Regions from separate parts of the Macaca mulatta genome. Here region 1 is linked to region 2. Evidence: chromatin contacts called from public Hi-C data. All regions are on one chromosome and are shown on one strand. The core of a region is the stretch at or near the end of the contact, and the rest is flanking DNA. Distances in the headings are between cores, read along the strand shown.

Region 1 (2,700 bases), core at 196-2,695, 340 kb after region 2:
GAGATCAAAATACATTTTTTTTGGAATTATAGTTTGGCAATATGCTGGCAAATGGGAAAACACATAAAGCAAATTTTTTTCCACAATGCTTTTAATATTGAGACAGATTTTTATCCAACAGAGCCGACAGAATGTAACATGAGTGCACCAGCAGCCCAGAGCTGTAAACACAGCTTCCTGATGACATATCCCTAGGGGGACAGATCATACAGTTTCTATATTATTCAGCTTGTTATTCGACTGGCACAGAACTGATTTTTGCTTCAGAAAAATGTTTCTTTTCTGAAACTCCAGCTGTCCCTCATTCATAAAGCGGTGTTTTAATAAGGTGGTTGTTTAGTATGAAACAATGATAGCGCTAATAATGAATCACTAACAATACAGCACACTTCTTATCATGGATGGTCTACTTTATGCCAAACAGCTGGAGGAAACGTGGGGGAAAATGCAATCAAGCATTTAAATATCATAGCTGGATGTTTCCAAACATCAGTATCCAGATGCTTAGCTTTGTGGAGGTAATATGTTTGATTGCCTGCTTTTTAAAATATTTTATCTGGATCTTTTGATGTTCTGTAGGTGCAGTCATGTACTGTTCTTCATTTTCAGTATGCTGAATGATTTTTCTGATCATGGATCATCAGAAAAACAGTAATGCTGGAGACTAGCTGAGACTAGGCTTGGCAGGAATTGTGTGAGCTGAAGAAGAGGATGACATGAGACTTGGACTGTGGTTAAATGGGTCCCTCTCCTGGCTAATACATATGGAAGCAGGCACCTTTTAAAGACATCAGCTGAAGCAGATTCAGTTTTCAGTTAAGGGATATATAACAATTATGATGTCTGGTGGAAGAACCAGATTCTCTTGTCTGCCCTGAGACCCAGAGGCTGAATAACCAGGAACTTCCAGAGATATTCGGTTCTCAGAAAGAAAGCAAGCTCTCCAATATGCCATTGAGGATACTGGCTTAAAAGAAGTCTGTTCTTACCAGGCCAAAGTAGAGCTCTTCTCTTCCTCAGACAGACGCCTCATTAGGCAAAATTAAAAATCTAGGAAAATAGAATACTTTTTCTTTTTAGGATCTCAGAGTACCCCGCTCAAATGAACTCATGCTTCCCAGTACACTTCTCCAATACCAGTTACTGGTACTTATAATGAGAGTCATTGCCAAATGCTTCACTAAATGAAAACCCCTGAAAATTAATTATCTCATCAAAGATGGCTCACTTTCAGAACCGGATTCATACATCCTGGCACTAAAATAAATGCCAACTCCCTCCTAAGAATGAAAGGAAAAATAGTCACTTACTGACATGTCCCTGCGGGAATCAATAACATTACAGATCATAGAGGAGACAAGAATAGCCTGGGCATATTAATAACTCGGCCGACTCACTGATTTGAGATGACTAGTTAAATAGCATTCTGCACTGATGAGGACTCCATGGCACGAGGAACAATGTCATCATTAACATGTGAGACTGTTTAGCATTTTGAACACTTCACTCATAAAGAGAACTTAACACAGGACTATTTATTGGGCTTTAGACAGATGGTTTAATGTTTTTTTAGCCTTCAGCCTATCAGACCACCCGTGGTTTCCTTCAGCCAAGGGCTTTTAAAAAATAATTGGTCTATAGCAATTTTCTAACAAGTCTGACTGCAATATATTTTTCTAAACCTTTTTTTTAACCCTTAACTATCCCTTACAGTGGTTTGTGGTTGACAGACTTCTCTGTCTGACACTGATTCCTCACATATAAGTAATTACTGACATAAAAGATGAAGGGGCTGAAATTTCATCATTAATGGTTTCTTTGCTATAGAAAAAGCTATTTAGAAATGATTATTTTGGAAAACAGTTCTTCCCTAATTAGACATTGCCTGACACTCTAGAAGATATTTCCCAAAAATCTTTCAATACAGGAAATGACAACCCAACATAGATGGGTAACTGTGGGTGGCAAAGGATGCATTGCTCTAAGCATGTATGTGTTCATCTTAAAATGGTAAAGAGGGTCAAATGTGCCTCTGTGTGGGGAATATGTGAGTGTGCTTAGGAAGGAATAAAGTGGCTGTGGATCCCTGCTCTTACTGTCAAAGTGAGAGACCAGTACAATGGAAAAGCAAGCAGGACGTGTTTTTATAGTGCAGACATCTTAATAACTACCTGCACCACCCTGGCCACTGGTCAGCTCTTCAGGTCCTTCTATGGGTCCTTTTAGTGAAACAGCATGGCCCAGAGGCCCAGAGACTGTGGACTGGCCCAAATGGATGCTTATTTGCATATTCTTCTGTATGTAGCTTCCCCGGTAGGGTTATGAAGAGGCATTGGGGCAGAGAAAAGCAAGTATACAGCAGAGAGGACTTAGTGATAAGATGTTCTAAGGGGAAAAGAGTCTTCTGACTGCGCACTCGAGAGGGCTTGAGAAGCCTGAAAGTCTTAGTGCAGAGCTCGCGATTGGCTTTTCTCTTTGAGGAATAAATGTCTCGCAGGAGGCTCAGATTTCCTGCTGACACTTCATGCAGGGTTGGATTGGAGTCCTTGCTGATTCTGTGGCTGCTGCTAGTGTCAGGATTTTGCACCGATACTGTCAATTTCTTCACCTGTGAGGAAGACGCCCCTGGTACCAGCATCGGTGTTTTGTTTGATCACGTCCAGTCTAATTCCAAGCGCGAGGTGCCAAGTCAGTTTCAGC
Region 2 (2,867 bases), core at 56-2,555:
GGCCGGCGCGCCTGGGGCGGCCAGCGGGGTGATGGCGATGTCGGGTGCGTTGTCATTGACGTCGCGGATGCGCACGATGACCTTGCAGGTGGCAGCGCGGGGCCCTGGTCCGCGGTCCTGAGCCCGCACGTCCAGCTCGTAGGTGTCCTGACGCTCGTAGTCCACGGGCCCGGCCAGGGTGAGACGGCCCGTTCGCGGGTCAAGCCGAAAGAGGCGGCGCGCCTCCGGCGGGGTGCGAGCGCCAAAAGCGAACACCACGTCGCCGTTAGGGCCCTCGTCCGGGTCGGCCGCGTCTAGATCGAGAAGCAGGGAGCCCACGGGCGCGTCTTCCGCCAGTTCCACTTCGGCCACGGCGCCCTGCGGGAAGGCCGGGCTGTGGTCATTGGCATCCAGGACGCGTACGCTGAGGGCAGCCGTGGCGGAGCGCGGCGGGCGGCCGCCGTCCTGGGCTACCAGCTCCAGGCTGTAGGCGGCCTGGCTCTCGCGGTCCAGCTCCTGCAGCAGCACCAGGTCCGCGCACTGAGCGCCGTCTGCTCGCATCTGCAGCTCCACCCGAAAGGGGCTGTGCGGCTCGGCCAGGCGCACGCTCTGCAGCCCGTTGGCGCCCACGTCTTCGTCCACCGGCACCTCCAAGGGGATGCGCGTGCCCACGGCCGCACCCTCGGACACCTCCACCGGGATCTGGGCCCGGGGGAAGCGCGGTGCGTGGTCGTTGACGTCCCTCACCTCCACCTCCACGTGCACCAGCCGGAACTGCTCCTGCGAGAAGCTGACCACATCGAAGGCCAGCACGCACTGCGGGGCCTGGCCACACAGCCGCTCGCGGTCCAGGCCGGCGTCCCCGACGGTCAGCTGCCCGTCGCCTTCGCGCACCCGGAGCAGAGAGCTGTTGAATTGCTTCATCAGGCGGAAGCTTGTGTCACCCGATACTTTCATATGCAGGTCCTCTGCCAGGGTCCCGATGACCGTGCCGGGGGCATCCTCCTCGAAGGTGCTGTATCTGACTGTTTTGCTCTGGGCCACTGAGAGCACCCAGCAGAGGCTGAAGAGCTGCAAGGGGAAAAGGCAGGGGCTGCCCCAGCGCCTCACAAGACTCATGCCTCCAGCCTTAATTGCGATCCGAAAGGCTAAGGAAGAGAGTCTTCTCTGGTTTCCAGGTCGGGCGTGAGTCTCAGGCTCTCGGAATCACGCTCTTTGAGAGCCCTGTGCAGGAGAAGTCTGCGGGTAGCAGCTCCGCGCCTCCAGCCGGCTCTGAGGACGCGCAGACCCGCCCTCACCCTGCGCCTTTCCCTCCCTTACAGAAGCTGCGCCGCCTCGCGACGCCTTTGCCTTTATAGCCGCCGATATGCTAATCACCCGAGCCGGGCAGCCAATGGCCGCCTCCCCCTCGCGTCGCTCCTCCGCCTGCCTCTCACAATCCCTTTAATGTGGAAAGGCTTAGAGGGGAAAACAAGAAAGGAAAATTAGGGAATCTTTCTTTTGTTTAACTCCTTTTGCTTTCTCTCCCTTTTCTTGTCAGCACCCTGCATGTAGAGGAGTTGGCACAGAGCTCCAGGAGTAAAAGGAGCGGATGATTTTGTTAATTGTCGCCTGTATCCCTCCGTGCCGGCGGCTAGAACTAAGTGCGAACACGCTGGGATTTCACCCCAGCGACTCCAGAATCCCCCTTCCCCCAGCCCCTGCCAACACACACACTCTGCATTTTGCACCTCTGAGGCTTCCAAACCCTTGCAGCCCCCTACCCACAGACTTGCTCTGCTGAGTGAGACTCTGCTTTCCTTCTCTCCTAGCTTCCTACAGTGCCTGGAATAGCCTCTCGATTAAGAAGCCTGAAGGATAAGGGAAAATTGATTTTATTCAAATTTGTGTACGCAATTGTGTTTTGCTCGTGTGAGCCCCGGTGATCAGAGCTGCCACTTCCCTTTCAGAAAAGAGCCCCGCGATATGTTAGTATGCATGTCACTGTCCAAATGGCTTTCTTAAGCCTTGGGCGCTAGCAGGCAAGGAAAAAAAGTTCCAAATAGGATTTAGCATAAGCTTGAGGAGATTTGGAAAGGTTTCAAAGATCAGACTGTATCAAAGGCTTATGAAGCCCTCGTTAGCTGTGGAAATAGAATGGTGTGGCAGGCGATCCCATTGGAGGCCCCAATGTCTGTATTATTTCACTGTGACAAGCTAAGGGGAGAGAAAGTTGAACAGTTTCCACAACGGAGTTGGGCTAACTTGAATATAATGAGCAAACGCCACATGTATCCATTATGTTCCTCTATTCATCCCCAATCACTGCCATAACTCTCTGGCTAAACGGTGATGGGCGCTGAATTCCACACAATACCCGGCTCGTATTAAAGAGCATTTAGAGAAGTTTTTCCTCCTGATGTCTTGTTCCGCCTATTTAGAGGATTTTCTTTCTGTTCTAATAGGGCCACTCTGGGAAGCAACACTCGTCCGGTTCCAGAAGAACAAAATCACAGCGTGACATTGAATCCTGGCAGGAACGTGGGGGGAACTTAACCATCTGCCTAGGAAAGTGTGGAGCTTCGGCACTGCCAAAATCTGGGCTGGGCGAATCCTGAGGCTGGCCAGGCGCTGCGCTGCCCCACAGATAGCCCCTTCCCATCCCTGAAGGCCAGGGAGATGGAGCTTGGATCTGGAATAAGATGGATTCTTAATGATGCTTACTGAAGGGCTTTATTGAGCAGGCTATGCAAATACACACGAAGGAGGAAAGGTAAAAAACAGAAGCCACACACTGGAAGAAATTTTGCTTTTTAGGCGATAGGTTTGGTAAGCAGATTGCATTCAGTAAACATTCTTCAGAATCCCGAATTTTGGTCCTGTTGTCAGCGTCCTATCCATATTTTCTT

Evidence for each region. Hi-C and Micro-C count contacts between places; a contact is called where the count stands out from the background.
Region 1: a contact with region 2 is called in a Hi-C map of fetal cortex germinal zone, with 6 times the contacts expected there. The contact joins the enhancer-like site here to the promoter of PCDH8 in region 2. A contact is called at or near these places in 2 of 14 Hi-C or Micro-C datasets (fetal cortex germinal zone and fetal cortical plate).

What each region holds. Positions count from the first base shown.
Region 1 is chr17:32,454,041-32,456,740 of T2T-MMU8v2.0, forward strand. It overlaps the pseudogene LOC100424365. Among named protein-coding and RNA genes, the nearest start is that of OLFM4, 170 kb to the left of the region's middle. Within about 2 kb of position 1,446, at least 6 of the 40 cell types and tissues checked have an H3K27ac peak or open chromatin away from gene starts, as enhancers often do. A contact at or near this core is called in fetal cortex germinal zone, where this site is marked.
Region 2 is chr17:32,110,821-32,113,687 of T2T-MMU8v2.0, forward strand. It overlaps PCDH8 (protocadherin 8), which reads right to left and starts at 1,306. Exons shown (of 3, transcript XM_001085113.4): 1 at 1-1,306. The coding sequence starts at 1,098.